Regions from separate parts of the Cricetulus griseus genome. Here region 1 is linked to region 2. A link is a contact called in public Micro-C data. All regions are on one chromosome and are shown on one strand. The core of a region is the stretch at or near the end of the contact, and the rest is flanking DNA. Distances in the headings are between cores, read along the strand shown. Region 1 has its middle 100 kb from the start of Zfp36l1. Region 2 holds the start of Zfp36l1 (mRNA decay activator protein ZFP36L1).

Region 1 (3,052 bases), core at 382-2,881, 100 kb before region 2:
TCAGTCAACTTCCCAGCACCAGCCTCAATTTATTTTCTCCCCAAATCAAGTCAACTTGACTTTACCAAGAATATTAGACTCAAACTAGGAAGGGCTCTTAGGTTACTGCTGTATAGTTACTGAAGGGATCAAGGGAAAGACAGTGTTTCAAAACCTTATTTCTTCATAACTCAGTCTCCAACTGGAGGAAGTTTGGCGAGAGCCAACTAAACGTGAAAGCTTATTTCTATAAAAATGGTCACTGAAGGAGGCTTATCAGAGGCCAAGGAAAGAGGGTAGGAGAGACAGAGAAGAGAGTGTCTAAACTGTATCTAGAGTTCACCTCCCGGGACCAAGAGTATCTGCAAAGATGAGTTCATTACAGAAGAAGGAGCAGGTAGGATGGGGTCAGGCAGTGCCTTTTATCTGGGTTGGACAAGGAGGGGAGTTTCTCAAGTAAGAAAAGATTGTAATCAGTAATGATTCTGAGAGCTGCATGAATGATGACTAGTGGTAGCAAAGATGGAGATAATCCAGACGCCCAGATAGTAACATGTGTTGGCTTCTCACTCACTTTATCCTTAAGCATCATGGCCCTCAAGTAGCCAGACACTCTCCTCTGCTGAAAGCATGAACCAGGCCTTTGGATGAGGGAAATTAGAAGGTCTATACTTCCCACCATGCATTGTGCTCCTGCCATTTTCCTCCTCACGCCAGCAGATTGGAGAAGACACTACCTTATTTCAACATCCAAGCAATGGAAACCTACAGCTATTAAATGATTAGTCCCACCCAGTTCACAGCTAAAACTCAAACCCATCACAAAGCCACAGATCCTGTGCTGTGTCTACACAGTCTCTATCTCTGTGAAACATAACTAACTAGCTGCTCAACTGTTCTTGCCCAGAGGTCAGACACCTTTGGAAATTAGAAAGCCATGGATCTCTAGAAAGCCATGTGGTGGTCTCTCCAAAACCCAAAACTCCAGTTCCAGTTGTCAAACACAACAAGCTAAAGAGAATCTCCTTCCAAATGTCTCTGGGAAGGCCCAGACTTCAGAATCCCAAAGTCAGCCAGCCAGCCAGTCAGACTTCCCTGTTGAGAGGCGATTCCTCCCCGCTCAGCAGATACCCTTCCTCGTTAAGCTAGTTTCATGCTTTCTAATAACTTTTGCTTACACCACAAAACTGTCATAGACTATGAAAACACAAAGGCCTTGTTGGGGGGAGCCCCTGAGCCCCTGGAAGTCATTATTCTTTCCTTTAACAGTTGCTGAATTAAGTATCGTAAATATGGTTCCCATCCTGCTTCATTCTACACACACACACACACACACACACACACACACACACACACACACACACACACACGATCTGCTGGACATATGTTCAGAAGAAAGTAGGGATGTGGGGGTGGGAGAGAAGAGTCACATGTCCTGAGTCAAGAGCTTGAGTGCTTTAAAGAAGCTGGGGAGAGGGGTGGAGCCTTTGCAGTTCTGGAAATGGAATATCCATAGGATTTATAGCCTTTGAGTGTCTCACAAAGCTTTTCTTAACATATAAAAATCTTTCTCTTTTTTTTTTCCTTTTTGGTATAGGGCAGTAAACAAGAGCTTTGAAAGGGGAAGGAAGCCAGGAGAAAGCCAGCTCCATTAGTCACGCAGCTGCATATCCTGTCACAAAGGACCCCAGTTGAGTAATCGCCCAAAAATATGCCTGTTATTTTTTTTCTGTCAGAAAAAAATGGGGCCTGCCAAAATGTACTGTAAAAAAAAAAAAAGAAAAAATCTGGTCATTCAGCCCCAGAAGGGGGAAAGAAAATAAAGAAGAAACAGGCGCGGCTTGGAAGTGTTCTTCCAACTTTTCCCCGCTTGTCTTTGCAAGAAAAAGCTCTCAAACTGCTCATGGGACCGAGCTTGCAGTGGTGGAGGACAGCTGGCTCCTTGGAGACCCTGCTCCCAGAGTCCTTGCTGTCATGGGGTGCCCAGATGTTAAGAAGGCAATGACAATGGAAGAAGGCAGCAGGAAGCAAGGGAGAGAGCGAAGAAAGGGAGTCCAGAGAGCAAATAAGTCTTCTGAAGATCCTTATATGAGGACTTCAGGGCTCCACCGTGAACCTGTGGCAGTCCACACCTGTTCCAAGAGCCCTGATGAACCCTGGAGGGGCACTGACTTCCGTCCATCAACCACACCTGCCTCACTGTCCACGGGCAGCTTTTCTAATGGGCTCAGCAAAACCAACTTTGACTCGGGTCTAAGCCATCTTTGTGATGTTTGGGCTACAGATGGAACGAGAGCAGGCATATAAGGATATCTGACTTGGGGACAGGCTGAAGAATTGAGGCTCAAAATCCAGCAAGGATACATGCATCTCAGCTACTGAGGCAGGAGGATTATTTGAGCTTATGAATTCAAGGTTCAAAAGGGCTAGGTGTTCTGCAAGGTGGTTCAGTGAGTAAAGGCTTAGCACTAAAACTGAGGACCTGAGTTCCATCGCCGGGATCCACATGGTGTAAGGAAACAACCAACTGCCATGGCAACCTAAAACATCTTAAAAAGTCATGTGATTTTTAAATTTTTAAGAGAGAAGAAAAGACCAAGTGGTGGTGGCACACGACTTTAGTCCCAGCACTGAGCAGGCAGAAGCAGGAGGATCTCTGTGAGTTCGAGACCAGCCTGGTCTACAGAGGTAGTTCCAGGACAGGCTGCAAAGCAACACAAAGAAACTGTGTCTCAAAAGAGAGAGAGAGAGAGAGAGAGAGAGAGAGAGAGAGAGAGAGAGAGAGAATTGAAGAGAGAGAGAGAATTGAAGGGAGTGGGGAGTGGGGTCTAAAGACAGGCTGCTTTGATCGGAGCTGCCTTCAACTGTCTCCTGGATCAGCTTTCCCAAACGCTTGCACGGCAAGCACCTGGTGAGGAGACCAAACCACAGCAAAGGCACTCTGAAACATCATCCAGTCACCACCTCAGTTCCACACTCTTAGTCCATTGTCCTCAGGAAGGGTGTGGAGAGTGGGGGGGTCAGTCCAAATACAAACAACTCACCTGGTAAGACTGACCCACTCAGAGCTGTC
Region 2 (3,232 bases), core at 271-2,770:
ACCCCACCGAGAGGATTACAGGAACCCAGTGGAGAGCCGGTTCCCAACAATGAGGTTCATTTTAAAAGTCCTGCGGGGGGAGGGGGCAAAAGAAAGAGAAATAGATCAAAGAGCGGGCAGCCAGGATGGAGTTGCCCAGGAGCTCAGGCAGTCGCCGGGGCAAATAGACTTGGGGAAACGCAGGGAGGGTTAAAAAAAAAAAAAAAAAGCTTAAAATTCAAAGTTTTTGCCGTTGCTCTTCAGCTCCAGCACGCCCCTGTGCCCCAACCCTGCAGCCCCGGGGCCTTGGCAGCTGCACCGACAGGAGCAGCAAGCTAGGAAGAGAGCAACATGACCCGACGTGTTTAAGGGAAGGCAAAAACAGTTCAGCAATTAAAAGTAGCCTAGCAGCTTCATCCTTTCAAATGGGGGGAGTGGGGGTGGGGAAAGTAGAGTAGGGAAAAAAAAATTAACAACATCCATGGAGTTGTACATTTCAACCGCTCTCCTGGAACATTCAGGTTTTAAAACTCGTTTTTTCGAAAACCCGACTGGTAAACTACCCCCATTTAAGGAGGCTCTCTTAAATCCTAACTGGCGGGAACTTGAGTTCTGGCAACATTTTGTTCCCCTATTCCTCAATCAACGAGCCGTAGTGCCTCACAACACAGGTAAGCAGCCACTTTCAGCCAAAAGTTTGCAGCATAATCGACCAGCGCTCTCGCGGAGGAAGCCTAGCTCAGCTGGGGCGGCCACAAACTCCACTACAAACTTGCCTTGCCTGCATCTTTCTAAACTTTAAATCGGCCCCTTTTCCTTGCCACATTCTCTCTAAGTTCTCCAAGGCAGACAGGGAAATTCTCCCAGGCAAATATCGTTCTGAGACTTCGCTTTTCCTAGAGACCCCTACGCCACAGGCTAGCAAAGTTGCCGGCTAGACTCCAACTCCTCCAGCAGGCACGCTCTGGAAAGCCAGAGCGCACACCGGGAGCCCACCGAACCCCAGCTCCTGTGGCACACCATGCACACGGAAAGAATCCTTCAAAATCTGTCCCAATCCTAGCCACTGTTCCGCATCCCCGGGCCAGCCCTTGCCCGGCAAACTTCAGCAGTCGCCCGGAACTTTGCTCCCAAATTCACATGCAACTCCACCTGGGACCTGAAACTCTTGAGTAGGGAGGACATGACCAAATTCCTTCAGAATGGAGGGAAGCACTAACAGTGAAAGCCCTTCACTCGCTCAGCGCCGTTTCCCCAGACCCGAACCTTTAGGTTTCTTTTAAGCACAAGAGAAACTTTCAGAAAGCAAAAGTTCCGCCCTAGTTTACCTTGCATAAAACTTCGCTCAAGTCGAAGATGGTGGCAGATACGAGCGTGGTGGTCATCGTGGGCGTTCGCACGGGGCAAGGGATAGGATCTGGTGTGTCGCGAAGGTCCCGGTGCGGGGAAGGCGCAGCCTCCGGCTCTCCGGTCTGGAGTCCCACACGCCTGCTCCCGGCGCCCCTCGCCTTCCTGACTCTCCCGGGCTGCGGCGCGCAAAGCCCAACTTATAAGATTTGGTGGATTGAGGGGAGGAGCTTTAAACTTATTTAAATGAAGAAGAGGAGGCGGAAAAAAAGTTGATTGACACTGAGGTTGAATCAGCCATGCGGTCAAGCGGGAGGGAGGGGTAAGGGGAGGGAGGAAAGAAACTTTCAAAAGGAAGAAGGGGGAGGGGAGACGAGGAAAGAAGGCGGAAAAAAAAAAAAAAAAAAAAAAACCACTCGGAGCGGCGCACAACTTTTTTTTCTTAAAGAGGAAAAGTTTCGAGTCCGCGGGCTCCGCTCCCGGGCGCTGGGGGCGCCCCTCCCTGGGGCCGGGCGGGGCGGAGGGGGAGGGGCGCCCACCCTTTGTCAGCCTCGCTGCCCCGCTCTGTGACATCACTCATTCCACCCTCTTCAGAGTTCTGGTTGTTGTGTTGTTTTGTGTGTGTGTCCGGGGCAGGGAGAGGGGTGAGGGGAGGGAAGGAGGGCTGGGGGTGGTGGTGGTGTGTGATGGTGTGTGATGGTGTGTGTGTGTGTGTGTTTTGGTCGGGCAGGAAGGCGGGCTCGAGTTTCTCTCTCTCTCTCTCTTTTTTTTTTTTTTTTTTTTTTTGCTAGCTGGAGCTGAAGCTGGTCTTGAGCCGGCCAGAGCTGCGGTTTCCATCTTGAGCTGGTGTCCCTTGAAACTTGTCCAAGTGTCCGCACGACTTACCTTTCCCTGACTTCCCAGTCCACCCACACCCGGCTGCCCACCGCAAAACGCGCTGGACGAAGTTTAGGAATTCAGAAACACCCCAAATGTCCGAGTCAAGAGTTTTATGTTTGTTTCCCACCAGTGTACGGAGGAGTAGGGCGACCAAGAAAACTTTTTTTTCCTCGGAGAGAGCCTGGCGGGGGCGAGCGCAGCAAGACTGAGCGCGCAGCGCGCGTGTACACGCGTGCTGGGCCGGCAGCCGGCGCTCTCCCGGTAGGGTAAGGGGGCATTGCGACAAAGACCACTGCCTGGGCAGACCTCGTTTAAACTCACTGCAGAAAAACCCAGACTTTTATGGGCGCCTCTTCCTCCGGCTCACAAAAATAAAAGAGCAACGAGTCACTTTCCACGCGCACTTTGATTCTGGGCTACCTCCTCCACACACCCCCGAGTGTTAAAAACAAGGAAAAAAAAAGTTACTTGGTAAGAAAGAAGGTAGAGGTGGGGGAAGCGACACTTGTAACTTCTTGCTGCTCTCCCGCCCCCACGCGAACGGAACATATGGCTTGTCACTATGCCCTGTTTGGGGGTGCCAAGCAATGGGACCCACGGAACCCAGTGGCCTTCAATGAGTTATTCCGCCCTTAAAAACCGCGAACTTTGTGTTTATTTACTATTAGGTTTGGCTGCCTCCCACCCGCACCGGCTCGCGTGCTGGAGTGGGGACCCGGGCGGAAATCGCGGGCCGGGCCTCGCACGTTTCTTCCCAGCACTCGAAGCCGCCGGCTCTGTTATGAAACCCGGTGCGCCGAGTGGCTACGAGCGAGTTCCATTGCGATGTAATTAGGTCACCCCATTACGAGGACGTTTCTCTGGAAAGGACGGAGCAGGCGGAGCAGAGCCTTCGAGCCGCACCACCCCTTACACACACGCATTTTTTTTTTTTAACTGCATTTATTTATCGCCAACCTCTGGGCAAGCCCAGGGAAACCTTCCAAATCACAACTGTTTTAGAAACCAGTTTGGTTGTTTTGTTTTT

Evidence for each region. Hi-C and Micro-C count contacts between places; a contact is called where the count stands out from the background.
Region 1: a contact with region 2 is called in a Micro-C map of the CHO-K1 cell line, with 2.1 times the contacts expected there. The contact joins the enhancer-like site here to the promoter of Zfp36l1 in region 2. A contact is called at or near these places in 2 of 8 Hi-C or Micro-C datasets (the CHO-K1 cell line and liver).

Annotation. Positions count from the first base shown.
Region 1 is chr5:123,625,675-123,628,726 of CriGri-PICRH-1.0, reverse strand. No RefSeq gene overlaps it. Among named protein-coding and RNA genes, the nearest start is that of Zfp36l1, 100 kb to the right of the region's middle. Within about 2 kb of position 1,631, at least 1 of the 6 cell types and tissues checked has open chromatin away from gene starts, as enhancers often do. A contact at or near this core is called in the CHO-K1 cell line, where this site is marked.
Region 2 is chr5:123,523,417-123,526,648 of CriGri-PICRH-1.0, reverse strand. Zfp36l1 (mRNA decay activator protein ZFP36L1) reads right to left here and starts at 1,520. Exons shown (of 2, transcript XM_027418392.2): 1 at 1,308-1,520. The coding sequence starts at 1,364. It overlaps LOC118238891 (a long non-coding RNA gene), which reads left to right and starts at 1,790. Exons shown (of 3, transcript XR_004770288.1): 1 at 1,790-1,945; 2 at 2,118-3,232.